2 separate regions of the Zea mays genome follow, and region 1 is linked to region 2. A link is a contact called in public Hi-C data. All regions are on one chromosome and are shown on one strand. Each heading gives the region's core, a stretch centred on a gene start, on an enhancer-like site or on the middle of the called end of the contact. The rest is flanking DNA. Distances are from core to core; before and after follow the strand shown. Region 1 holds the start of LOC100275415. Region 2 holds the start of LOC100282560 (G10-like protein).

What was found. A called contact is a pair of places that touch in the nucleus more often than the background predicts.
Region 1: a Hi-C map of bundle sheath shows a contact between it and region 2, with 2.1 times the contacts expected there. The contact joins the promoter of LOC100275415 here to the promoter of LOC100282560 in region 2. A contact is called at or near these places in 5 of 25 Hi-C or Micro-C datasets (bundle sheath, ear, endosperm and 2 more).

The regions. Positions count from the first base shown.
Region 1 is chr8:173,736,507-173,743,638 of Zm-B73-REFERENCE-NAM-5.0, reverse strand. LOC100275415 reads left to right here and starts at 5,357. Exons shown (of 2, transcript NM_001149492.2): 1 at 5,357-6,781; 2 at 6,881-7,132. The coding sequence starts at 5,457. The coding sequence ends at 7,106.
Region 2 is chr8:173,434,357-173,441,516 of Zm-B73-REFERENCE-NAM-5.0, reverse strand. It overlaps LOC100282560 (G10-like protein), which reads right to left and starts at 3,210. Exons shown (of 4, transcript NM_001155468.2): 1 at 3,067-3,210; 2 at 2,427-2,555; 3 at 2,141-2,328; 4 at 1,080-1,455. The coding sequence starts at 2,520. The coding sequence ends at 1,300. It also overlaps the pseudogene LOC100383300 and the pseudogene LOC100272645.

The DNA of each region.
Region 1 (7,132 bases), core at 4,108-6,607, 300 kb before region 2:
AATGCATGCATGTAGACGCGAATGCAGCTATGTACTCCCATAGATCCCAGACTCGGCGGCGTTACGGGCCAGAATCCAGACATTGTGGCACAGAATTCACGGAAACGATTTGTTGGATGTTTATGCCATGCATGGTGTGCGGCATGATTCTGAAGCCGTCCATTATTATTCCATGGCCTTTCGTCTGACGACGACACGAAGTTAACACCGTGACGTGTGTGTCATGGAGAGAACCGGCGGTAATTAACTTGTTACATGCATGGGGCCACACTACTCCTTTTTTTCTGTTTATTTCTCTCCTTTTTTCACTCCATTTCAAGGTCATTTCCAGAACTTTCCACACCAGGCGAAGCCCGGCCGGAGCACGATCCTATGGGGGGTAGGTACTGTCAGCACAGCAGCAACGCCCCTCAAAAAAAAAAATTGAAACAAACCAATACTTCGTGTAGATTCGTAGTACAAGGAAGCGCCAAACGAAGCAGTCTGCATCAACAAGCGAGGGAGCAGATCTGTCTAAGCGGCACACTGACGCTCTGTTTGTAGCGCGCCGGTGACCGGTGATGGCGATGCAACTTGCACGCCCTATCTTGGCAGCTTGCCCGGCCGGCGGGGCAATTCACCTGTCGCGGGCACCACCGATCGATCGGTGCAAGGACTGGTCCTCCCTCCGTAGCGGCGCAGCCTAGAGCCCATTTCCACCGTTGAATTCGGTGCGGGAGATCTCGGGGAGGAAGGACCGAACCGGACGGACGCCGGCGGGTGGGAGGGTGGCGCTGGCGCCCATCGGGGTCGGGGCGTGGGCCCCCTTCTCCGTCCGTCCTGGCGTTGTTGCGGCCGTCCGTTGCCGGATATTTCTTGTCGGACACACACGGTGGCGCGGGCGGGGGAGGGCCGAACCCCGGGGCTGGCCGTGGTGGCGCCGACGCGGGAAAGCGTCGCTTGCAGTTGCAGCGATTGAGCGATGCCTTTCGCGGGAGGAGATTCTTGAGGAATGTACGCTGTCGTTGCAACACGTGATTCATTCCGTGCCTGTCTTGTCTACTGGGCCTGGGCGCACGTGAGCGCTGAACCTGCAGTCAAGCCCATGCCCGTGCTGTTGTCATGCCACCCACTCCGTGGGGACAGCCGGACAGGTCCCATGGTGGCCTGGATGACTTGTGTGCCACTGTCTGCTCGCCGGTTGCCACCGCGGCATAATGGCGGACGCGTGTGTGACATCGGAGGAGGCGGGTCGGGGGAACTTCAACGAAGAAGGGGAGCCTCGAGGCTTCGCGTTTGCAGGCTCGCAGCACCACGTACTGTCGCTCGATCGCTCTGGTGATGGCACGTTGAACACAGGTCGACACGTCGAGACTACCGTCTCGTCCTAGTTGCCCACTTGTCTCCCATCCTAGTTGCTTCTTGTCACTCGTTCATGATAGGTTTAGGGGATCTTTTGCAGCGTCTCACTTGGAACCTGTTCGGTTTTCACGGAATAGAGCTCTAGAATGGTTCCTAGCCGAATCACTTCTCTAATTTATACTCCCTCCGTTTCTTTTTATTAGTCGCTGGATAGTGCAAAATTGCACTATCCAGCGACTAATAAAAAGAAACGGAGGGAGTATAAATTTTAATGAGCTGTAACGAATCCTGGTTCAATCCTAGAGAAATGAACAAGCCCTTACCTAAATCCGAGAGCTCTTGACGATACACGGGGTGGATCGGATCTAGTACGTGCACACTATTAATAACATATAAACAGAGGAGATTATGAGTTACGACCTTCTTGCCCTTGATTAAGTACAAGACTAGGGGTCTAGGGTCTGTTTGGTTTGTGGCTAAATGTGCCACACTTTGCCTAAGGTCAGTCGTACGAATTGAATAACTAGCCTTAGGCAGAAAAGTTAGACAAAGTGTGGCAACTGAGGTAGTGAACCAAACATGCCTTAGATCCCGCTCTTTGTAGAGGTGGTTATGCATCTTTGCACGGTGGGAGGAGGCGAAGGGTCGCTGGCGCCGTCATTCTCGTTGCCATGCAAAAGAGGAGGAGGCTCGGATCCAGTTTCTGTTGGGGGCTTCGCCATTGTCCGCTGCCGCCATTAGGTAGAAGTGATTTCGGGCACACGAGTAATAAGAACCTTGAGGATGGGGTCGATGGATTTGAGTTTTAGGTGAGTTATTAGCATTGGCTAACTCGTCGCCCCCTTCAATCATGTTATATATGTCGCTTGTGTGACCAGGGATGCAACCATAATTAGAGTGCCCCCGATCAAGGTCACCATTTTAGAGACTTAGTTATGGTTAGATGTACCCTATTTGCTATTAACCGATTTATATAGAGGACACGCTAAAAGTATCTCTAAGAGACTAGCTAAATAGCTTATAAAGCTATATTTTAGCTACTTAATAGTATAATAGCACTACAACAAACTAGCTATTTAACTTGCTAAACTATCTAGCTCTCCAAATTAACTCTGTCACTAGCTAATTTGGTTAGCAACTCTCGCTAGCTAAGCTAATTTGCATGTTTGAGAGTCTGTTGGAATGATATATTATATAGAGTTTAATATTTATGGAGAGACAAATAAAGAGTTAAATAAAGAGTAAAAAATAGAGTGTCTCTTGGAGATCCTCTAACATTCTCATCATTTGTTCTATACATTTTTTATACTTCAATTTTTTGGGTTCAACCTATCTATAAGGTTACACATCAATATATCAAGATCAATCTGATGGGTTCAAGGTTCAACCAGGGCCTAAGATTAAAATTCTCGGTATGATTATCCCCACCTTAACCAGATCAATCTGATGGGTTCAAAGAGGGTCTAAGATTAAAATTGTCGGTATGATTATCCCCACCTTAACCAGAGCTAAGGTAGATCTTTAAGGCACGTGGCACCAAAAGCACAGGTCCGATAGTAGTTGAGACATTGATAATAATATCTTTTATTAGGATCCTTAATTAACGTTTTTGGCAGCATCCAAACTTTATATTAAAGAATACTCTATTACATGCTCATGGTATACATGTACTCAATAAAGTTCAATAGAATTATATTTTTTCATTTTACGATTTTCTGTGATTCTATTTGTTTTTTTAAAGATTTAGCTAAAATAAATATAAATGAAAAAGATAAAACTACCAATGAAATAACTAGGGATGCTAGGTGTCGCTAATGCTATGTCTCGTTTCATAGTTGAGAGATGACTTTCATCATAGCTGAGATAGCTAAATTATACCATTTTTTTTTACACAAATGGGCTTGGCCTCTGCCTTCTACCGAGCATGGCTTCTCAGTGCTAGACGAAACAAGCTACGACGTCTTCTCCAAGCACTATCTTTCGATTTAGGCTGTCTCCAGCAACGTTCCCTAAATTTCATCCCCTAAAAGAATATTCTCTGTCCTTTACAGCACTCTCTAAAAGATTCTGTACTCTATATCTTCTTCATTTCCAGCAATATCCCCTAAATTTCATCCTCTATATCAACAGTGCTACTAGATTTGACATTCTATATTATTTTTTACCGCTCGTCAGCACGTGCACAGAAAACAGCACAGTGTATACAGCACCGCCGTACATCATCTCTACATAGCGCATGCATGTCATCCTCTAAATTTTAGAGGTCCTTTTAGAGTCTCTTGTTGGAGGGATAGAGGATCTGACAAACCTCTATATTTAGAGGACAGGAGCTTTTACAGGATCCTGCTGGAGCCAGCCTTAGTATTTTCGTTTGTTTTTTTCTCCATCCAGTACAATTTCCTTTTGCAGCGATCTGACAGTACAAAATACTACTCCGTACTAAATTTGGCGTGGCCTACTGTTTTACGGACGCAACAAATATCACTCATTTCTGCTTTCGGTGTGTATAAAGTTTGCCTAAAAAGGTAGTGATTACAAAAAGAAATATAGACTTGCTAAATGGGAAATTCTTTGCCAGCCAAAAGAAGTAGGGGGTTTGGGTATTCAGAATATAGACGTCCAGAACAAGTGTCTGCTAAGTAAATGGTTGTTTAAATTGTTGAATGAGGATGGTTTGTGGCAAACGTTGCTTAGAAAAAAATATCTGAGTAGATACACGCTCACAAAAGTAACCTCAAAACCAGGTGACTCCCATTTTTGGGCAGGTTTGATGAAAGTGAAAGACACCTTCCTAAATTTAGGTTCTTTTATCTTGAAAAACGGGACTCAGATTAGGTTTTGGGAGGACCGCTGGTTGGGGTTGCAACCTTTAATGACCCAATATCCATCGTTGTATAATATAGCGCGCAAAAAGAGTGCTACTGTAGCGTCGGTTTTCGAAACGGTTCCGCTTAATGTTTCTTTTCAAAGAGCATTGGTGGGTGAAAACCTGAGGTTATGGCATCTGTTGGTTCTCAGAGTAGCTCAGGTTGAGCTAAGTGGGGAAAATGATATGTTCAAATGGGATTTATCTGTGACGGGTCTTTTCTCGGTCAGGTCAATGTATAGAGCACTCCTTAACAATAATCATGTGACTTATAATAAGACTCTCTGGTCTTTGAAGGTACCTTTGAAGATAAAAATATTTATGTGGTATTTAATTAGAGGGGTGGTTTTAACAAAAGATAATCTTCTGAGGCGTAATTGGCATGGTGATAGAAAGTGTGCCTTTTGTCACTCGGATGAATCGATTCAACACTTGTTTTTTGCTTGTCACTATGCTCAGTTCATATGGAGGTTAGTTTTTTGGAGTTTGGGTTTCAATCAACCGAGATCAGTTAGACACGCTTTTGGGAATTGGCTTTTTGGGATGCCTTCGAAAACTAAACATTTGATTATTTCAGGTGTTGCTGCTATATGCTGGGCTATCTGGATAAGTAGAAATGATTTAGTTTTTGACAAAAAACCCATGTTAACATGCTTGCAGGTACTCTTCAGGGCGACGCATTGGTTTAGGACGTGGGCTGTTCTTCATAAACAAGAAGAGGGTATCCAAATAAAGGAAGCTTGTCGACGGTTAGAGTGCACGGCTCTACAGATTTTTGCTCAGCATGGATGGAGGTTTACAAATCGAATTACTTCGTAGTTTTGTCTATGGATTGTGTGTCTTTTTCTGGTTATCAAACCATGGTCTTCTATGGTGTGTTTCGGGAGGTCTGTCCCTCCATATGTGGCTAGTCGTGTGACTACTTCATGTAAAAACTTTTGGTGTATTGGCTAATCCTCCAAAAGAGGAGAAGCTGGACAAGTATCCATTATCTAAAAAAATAAAGTTTGCCTAAAAGTTGGTGTCGCCATTGCAGCACTAGCACTGGTACCAGCTACTCTCACGAGCTGCGTGCTGAGGTTGACTCCTTCCCGATCCTGAAATATAAGGCTACCGCTCGTTTCCTCTCTCTCCCCGACTCCCCCTCCCTTCCATCTCTTCCCTTGCATTTAGCCTCCCGCGGTTCAGGAGGCGCGGGCCATTCCCAACCATCGTTGCAGTGGTGGCAGGTATTGGCCTGTCGAGACCCATGGGCATTCAGGTCGCGGCGGTGGTGACCCCGCCGCCGTGCTCTTCCCCCTCCTCCTCTCCGGCGTCGCCTTCGTCCTCGGCCATTGCCACGTCGCCGCGGCACGCCGTTCTTGGCGCCAGGCTGGCGAGGAGCCAGTCGTCGCTGGCTTGCTGGAACGCCGGTCTTGGCCGGCGGCGCGGCGGGCAGCACGCGATCAGGCGCGCTCTCAGCGCGAGCATCGACAGCGTCGGGAGCGGCGGCGGGGAGGACGAGGAGTTCCTGAGGAGGATCCAGGAGCTCGCGGCGGGTCAGCACCCGGGCGCCGGCGGCTGCGGGTGGCCGGCGAGCGTGGAGCGGAGCGCGAGCAGCGTCGGGCTGCCGCTGTCTCTGCGGATGCTCAAACGGAGGAAGCAGCAGCAGCAGCTGGAGCAGGGGCGGTGGAACGAGCGGCTGATCGACTGCGCCGGCGAGTCCGCGCGCGCCGCGGTGGGCCGTGCCTTCTCCTCGATGGTGCTCATCATCCGGGAGCTCCAGAGCTTCACGCTGCAGATGCGGGAGGCGGTCGTCTACGAGGACCTGCAGGGCGTCCTGGCGCGCGTCCACGCCGAGATGCACGCCTCCTTCGTCTGGCTCTTCCAGCACATCTTCTCCGGCACCCCGGCCCTCATGGTCTCCCTCATGCTGCTCCTCGCCAACTTCACCGTCTACTCCATGGGCGACAGCGTCGCGGCGGCTGCCAGCCTCGTCCCACCACCCCAGGCAGCCGTGGAGATGGTGGACATCCAGCAGCAACCGGAGCAACAGCAATCCCATTCCCAGCAGCGGTTCGACACCCCCGCGCTCAAGACGTTCTCCACTGGCCGCACGGCCTCAGTGGGTGGAAACGGCGACGGGGGCGGCAAAGTGCGGCCAGTTGCCGGCGCCACCGGCGACGGCCAGTCGGACGAGTCGTCGCATCGGCAAAACGGAGCGGTGGTGCTGCCGCAGGACGTGTCGCAGTCGCAGGCGACGCCACTGGCGTCCGTGTCCGACTCGATGGCCGTGGAGGATGCACAAGCGCAACAGACTGTACACGACGACGAGCTGGCCATCTGGAAACGGATATCCGATGAAGCCGCCAGGATGCAGGCGAGCGTGCGTGCAGAGGAGCTGATGGACCCGGAAACCCTGGAGCAGCTCGTCGCGCCGGTGGAGGCGCCAAAGCCAGACACGGTCCACTACTCGCCGGAGCACGTGGCCACGGCGCAGAGGTACGAACAGGCCCTGTCCGAGGAGCCCAACAGCTCGCTGCTCCTGGCAAACTTTGCGCAGTTCCTGTACCAGGTGCAGGGCGACCTCGACAGGTGAGTCGGCGCCGACTGCTTTGGGTTTACAAAATGCAGTAATGCTGTATGGCGCGCCGCGCGCGCGTGCAGTCGCTGACGGACCGACCGGGCGTTCAGGGCGGAGCACTTCTTCAAGAGGGCGGTGCGCGCGGAGCCCGCGGACGCGGAGGCGCTGGGGCGGTACGCGGCGTTCCTGTGGCAGGCGCGCGACGACCTCGCGGCCGCGGAGGAGACGTACCAGGAGGCCATCGCCGCCGACCCCGGCAACGCGCACCACGCGGCAGCCTACGCGCACTTCCTGTGGAACACGGGCGGTGAGGACACATGCTACCCGCTCGACTGATGCGTGCGTGCGTGCGTCCACCGCCG
Region 2 (7,160 bases), core at 1,961-4,460:
TAAGAGTTGAGGATCCGGGCGGGGTAGGACCTAGGTCATGGTTGCTAGTGCTGCAAGGGAAAGGACATCAGACTAGTAGTTCTGCTGCAGCGCCCTACTATTGGTGCTACACCGATGTGGTTGATAAGAACGTACCAAAACGAAACCCTGACGCAAACCGACCTGCCCACAAATCGTCTTATGGAAGCGCGAGGTAGTTCTGAGGGAAATTTAGAAACCATTCGTATTCCATAAAACCATGTATCCCATAAAACCATGATGTCATGACATATAGGTTGGTTGCTAAACAGAAGACCAATGACTCAAGAACTCACCCGTTGACAGCAATGCTCAACAGAGGGCGTTGTGATGCGCACAGGACGATGATGGTGTGTGGGTGGGATCCGGGGAGGCGAGGGTATGGTGACGCAAGGCTATGTGGCTAAGGTGAGTGCGTGTCAGGGCGAGGACATAGGAATGGCGGATCGGAGCAAACACGGGTTGGGGTTGGTGTGAGGGCGCGCGAGAGGTGAGGCCACAAAGGTTGTAACGTCACTCTCTTCCTCACTGAGCTCGGGGCAAAGGCAATGGCAAATCCTTCCCCACTGAGCTCGGGGCAAAGGCAATGGCAAATCCGGACAACATCGGTGTGGGCGAGGAGGTAGAGACAACCCACGCACACATTAGCTCGGGGCAAAGGCAAATCCGGACAATATCGGTGTGGGCGAGGAGGTAGAGACAACCCACGCACACGACAACCCTCACCTCCATCTTCGTGCACGCAGGTTGTACGCCCTAGATTAGGGGTGGGCAAAGGGGTCACGGCCTTGATTGTGGACGTCTTCCCTTGCCCCTTAATTACTAGAAGTAGAAAGAGATAGAAAAAGGTCCATTTTATCTTTCTTAACTATCAGTCAGTTTTCTCTCTATATAAAACTGGATAACTTCTTTTTTTGTTTCAAAATCGGACATGCGTGTGCTCTCGGTGGTTTCTTTTCTTTTATGTTTATTTTTTTCTGATTTTTTGAAAAAAAAACGTAGTAAATCGTAGAAATTTTTTTGTTAGAACCCATAACAATAACCAATTAACAGACTCATATAAAATGCAAAAGCGCCACTAATTTAACGCAAGCATCTGAGACACGAGAAAGCGTAGTACATAACAGTTGAAACGTCCAAACGTGAGGAAATTTAGTACTCCCCACTAGTTACCCAATAAACTCATGCTAATCACCGCAGCGGATCCATGCTCACAGCAGGGCACCTCATCTGGTTAACGTTGCGATGATGAGCCGTGAGCCCAACAACATGATGACAAGATTAGTCACCGCTGGCACAACCCCTGCAGCCGCAGTGGACACATTCTATCACCTGTTCCTCCCTCAGATGCTTGGGGACGCGGCAGACGCATGTCGTTGCGAAGTTGTGGTCACGTGTTTGTATGCACCGGAGGCAACAAAGGCGCTCGTAACCTGGCTGCAAGAGGGCGAAATGTAGCAGTAAGTAATCAGGATGCTAGAATAAGCAGGCATTGCGCAGTCACAAACTTGAGCAGCATAACCTATAGAGGAAACAGAGCAAAACATTGTTTATCTTCAGTCGACCATTTTAAGACACCACTATCCAAATTAAGGGGAATCAAAAGAACATATTGGATGTCTGATAATCCATTTTCAGTCAATTAAATAAACCAGATCCAGTTACTGGTTACATCGGAAATCTCATGTTTCAAAAATAAGCAAAAACTGGACTGCAGAATGCATGGCAGTATTAGTCGTAATCTCCAATTTCCAAACTTGAGGAAAATAAATGGGGTGGAAGTAATTGTTCTAGGTTTCGGCTAGTGGTTAGCTCATTCTGGTGCTCATAAAAGTCATACCTGCATCAGTAGCTACTGCAATCTACCATGTAGCTATATAAATCTCACAAACCCAGAGACGAAGTGTAATAGTAAAATATTTATAATGCAATTTGCACATGCAATGTCTACACCACATATCCACTTAATCTACCAACTTATAGCAGAACATAAGGAACATTAGCGTGCCTCCCATCCACCCACCCTCAATCCCAAAAGAACAGGATGCTGTGGAGAGAAAAAAAAATCAAACCAACTGAGATATAGACCATGTACAACAAATATGAAACCAAGGATGATTACCTTTTTCCACTTTGCAATCAGGTTACGGTCTGCATAACCCTGGTCTAGGCAGAACTCATAAAGCTCCTGTGATATCTCCTTCCTTCTGTAGTAAAGATCGTATATGTAGCGGCTCCTTTGATGAGAAATGCGGAAAATAGGCCAGAGAGCTTCACACTTTCTCTTCCCATCATGTGGATCATTTTCAGCTGCATGAGGGCATAGCGTTAGTACGATCCTGTGCTAGGAAATAAATAACAACTGACATCAGTGGCGAGTGCCTCAAATTAATAGCGTATGTGCCTACCTTCTCTCATTTTGGCATCCAACTCACGGATTGTTGGTTCAATAAGCTCCCATCCTTCAGGATACTTGACACGGCTTGTCTTTATCTTAGGCATGCTGCCTCAATGAATGGAGCACTCCAATGAATGTCCTGGGAACATGTAATGAAGTAAGAAAAAGGGCCAACATAATATTAATGTAGACATAATCTTCAATACATATGATGTAATTGCAATGCATTAATAAAAGCAGCAGAGTATGGATTCACATCATAAACGGAGCCTAGGAGTTCCTGTGCGGATTAAAGTCAAAACAACATTGCAGTGACGGCAGTATGCTACCCAATTAGCTCTCAAAGTATTAAACTGAGGGGCTTTACATGAGGAAACGGTACTGATTGCTGGATGCTATATAAGACAAGGAAACATCCAACGACAGTGACACCGCAGTCCGCACTAGGGGTCGATGCACGCCATGGCGTACGCATGCTCAGCACTTCAGCAGTAAGCCCTAATTCGCAAACAACATCACAGCCTCAAGGTCGAGGCTCAGATCGTAGGATGTGCCAATTCAATGGTCCATTTGCTGCATCCATGATCCATCCCAGCAAAAAATAAAAAAGGCTTAAAGGCATGCTTTGAAGCGGACTAGGGTTTCCTTACCAAAGACAGGAGGACTCGATCCAAGTCCGGGCGGATCTCCAATCTGCACCAGGCCACAATATGCGAGGAGCTGGACAACGACGTAAAGGGACAAAGTCCTTCGAGCTCGAGGCAGGGCAACGCCGAGCTTTCGATTTGCGGAACGGAAGTTGGAAGCGGAAGAAGAAGGCAGTGGCGATGGGATTATATAGGAAGGGGAATAAAGGGAAGTCCGAAGGGGCGACTGTGGGGCTGTGACCTCAGGCTTGGGCCGCGACTGCCAGCGCTCAGCGGCGCAAAGAAACTAAACTCCGCTTTTTTCCCCAACCGTTCGATCTCATCTGGACGGCCAGAAAAGGCCTCGCACAACGGCCGTTGCGCGAGGGTCCCAGACGAATCCGAACGGACATGAAAAATCTCCCCATCACCACCCGTCCCCGCCGCCGAGAACCCTATTCCGGTACCGCACTGTGGTCGCCGTGCGGGCCCGACCGGGGTCGAAGCCGAAAATCCTGCGGCTGTAGACGGCGAAGCTACGCAGTCGACGTCGGAGAATGGGGCTCTCCGGCGCAGCACCAACTGCATCCACTTCCTCACCTCGCCACCGTAGCCACCACAAGCACCTCCATCGGCTCCTCCTCCTCGATCCGAGGCGGCGACCGGCTGTGGTCGCGTCGCCACTGCGCGCGGTGTGCGGAGCAGCAAAACCTTCATCGTCGTCGTCGTCGCCTTCCTGACCACACACGCACCAAGTCCAAGTGAGGTCGGCCAGTGTACGAGTTCAGATAATAAGCGGTAGTGCGAGAATTCCAGTTTCCTTCACTGAAATGAAAAGGAGAGAAGACCTACAGCTACAGCGCCCCGCCCTGCCTTCCGTCTTTGCTCCCTGCATGGTTGCACGCCCGGTGTCCTGATCTCTCCTCTGCCGCATTTCACCAATACGTGTGGGGGTTGTTTATCAAATCAGGCCTGATTGTTTCCTCTCACTCAATTCTTTGTAGCAGTTCTTTTTTAAAAGCATACCGGCCACACAGAGATGGACCGGGTTTTCGGTCTTCTTATAATAACCATTCCTTTATTTCCAAAGGCACACAATATTTATTTAAGTAAAATTATGCGGTAACATTTCCGGTGTCTTGAATAATGATGATAGAGAGGCGTGGCATGAGATGTCTGGCTTCACATGGAAGAGTGATCAGAGGAGTCTTTTCGTTCCCGGCTCACTAGAAGCTAACCAAATTTTGAGATGTTGGAAGTCTGATACGTTTACAATGGTGTTGGTAATGCAGATTCTGACCCAGACAAGCTCTGAAAGCAATTCAGAAAAAGGGTGACACCCCAGCAAAGCTTGTGAAGATACTTCAGTGATGTACTATTGGTAATCTGATGATCTTACCGTTGTTCAACATTTTTTTTGTCATCTTCAATCTCGATTTTCCTAAATTTCAGGAGATTAAAAACCTGACAAAGCTGGTGGAGCACAAGGCCATTGAGTCAAATCGTACAACATATGGTAAGCATAAATTCATAGGCCCCATATGGATATGGTTAGGTTGTTTTGACTGAGGGGAGTTACCTGCTCTGCTCTCCACACTCCAGGGCATCGGATGAGTCAGCCGCTGCGTGTGGAACGCGACCGAATACACGAAGCCGGGTTCATAGCGAAGCACAGGACCATACTTACACAAGAATTCGCACAGTTTCGCAATATCGGCGGCCGTTTGGTATCCAGTGGATACGTGGCTGTTTGTCACAGCATCAGATCTCAAGTTCAAACCGTAGTTAATGCATTCCCTTATCATTTTATTATGTCCACACTTATTTCACTTCCATTTTCATGGTACAAAATTTATTGAAATTGGAGACGGATACTTTTCATATAATCATGGCAATGGGGGACTTGAAACGTGGTGTGTTGGAGTCTTGGAGAGTCACGTGCACACAGCTAAACGGCCTCAACAACAACAACAACAACAACAACAACAACAACAACAACAACAACAGAGGTAAGGTTATCCAATATTTGCGCTATATCAGTAGATAGATGCACACAGCACAACTTTATCGAGCAGCAGTGGAGAAAAGGAATTTTGGAGCCTTGGAGGATGTAAATAGGCTAACCATAAACCATGGATTGCACCTCATCTTCTTCATACATACAGGATATCCAATTACCGGGCCTTGTAAACCAGATCGAGGCCCGCCGGGCCCAGGCCTGCTAGTGGTATCAAGCTTGTACATCTGCCAGATTTTTTTAAAAAAACTACTCCTATATTGGTGCTCCATATATAAAGGAAGCTTTAACGAAGGCGCAGCACAATAAGCCAAGACAAACGACAGGGAATCCACATCATCCGTCGGTCTCTCCTAGTACACACGCGGCCACACCCAATCAAAGAAAAGGTAATAAGCCCGCATCATGATTCCCAGGGAATATTGCCATTACACCCTACTACCACTAGTGCCTGCCTACTAATGTCCATCGCCAGTCGTCACCATGAGCAGCGCAGCGAAAAGAAAAGAAAAGAAAAATCTATGGGGGGTAGATCTGGTCCGCACGGCCGGCAGCGTGGGGGCGGGGGCCGCGCGCCCTGGTCTAATCATCGCCTTCCCGAATTAGGTTCCGCGTCCACGCGATGGCGCGCCTACTGTTTCCCAATCTGGCCCACAGTTAGGGATGGCAACGGGGAATTCCCCGTCGGGTTTTGGTTCCGCGTCCGCTTAAATTATAATTAGATCGTACTTCATTTGTTATTAATGTAAAACATTTTCGCTTATACACATTGTTAGATGCAAAAATCATTATGTGTACATTAAAATGAACGCATTTATATAACTAGTGATCTCTTGGCAAGATAATTATTTATTTTTATCATTAACTATTATATGAAAACGTCGTCACATGTAAGTTTAACGGGTCCCCGCGGGGAACGGGGATGGGGAATGCTTCCCCATCCCCATCCCCGTTTACCCGTCGGGGGAGAAATTTTCCCCGTTTACATCCCCGTGGGGGAAGAAATTTCCCCATCCCCGTCCCCTAATAGAGGAATTCCCCACGGGGAATCGGGAATCGGGTCCCCATTGCCATCTCTACCCACAGTCCGGTACGGTTCCGTTGCTCGTGCTCTCTACTCCCTCTGGGGCGGGCAACGTGCGTGGGATGGTGCAATCACGCCCGGCCCGGCCCGGGTACGAGTACGACGCCCACCACTCGCGGTTGGTGAAATGTGGCGCACGCGGGTACAGACCGACCACCCCCACCCCCACCCCCACTACGCTGGCCGGCTGTGCGCGTGCAGCCAACGTGGGGAAGAGCAGAGGTCGCTGTAGGCTGCTTGCCTGTACCAATCGATCGGATCGCATATGGGCCGGCCGGCCGGAATGAGCTTCTGCGCCAGCCAAGCCAAGTGACGCTGCCGTGGCGATGGCTGGATGATCTCCCTGGGCGCTAGCTTTTGCGTCGAGATCATCATCGTACTGACGGCCAGACACGGGCGCGCGGGATGGGTGCCCGCAGGGCGCAGGCAGTTGGGACGGAACCGTACGGGTGCCCAGCTGGAGGTGACGGTTCGCGTCACATGCACATGCGTGCGCGCGTACGTACGTCGTGTCGAGTCACATGTTGCGTCGTCCGACTGTGTTTACGCATATGCCCGCGTACTGAGAGAGAGACTGACGCAGCTCCGGAACTCGCAGTCGCGGCCATGCCTTGCCTGGCGGCATCACGGCAACGCAACGCTACTGCATGCTTTGCGTGCGTTGATCGCTCGTATATTGATGCTTCTTGCTGCAGCTACTGCCTGGCGAAAAAGCCCACAATATCATCTCCAAGGGAATAATAATTATTCATAATTCATCTTGGAGTATTATCACACCGTCGCCGTCGCCAAGGATTGTTTTTGTTGTTGGGCCCTACTGGAGATTAAGTGCAAATGTAGCATGGGTCGCCATTATATTGGAGTCGCCCTCGATCGCTCGTCATGCACAATCGATGATGCAGCCCCCAAATTTTGCTTCTCTCCTTGCAACTGGTGGTCTTGGGAACCTGACCCTTGCCACTTGTTGCTGGAACACGATTCAACCCTTCTTATCCTGATAATTGTTGGGTGTGTCCT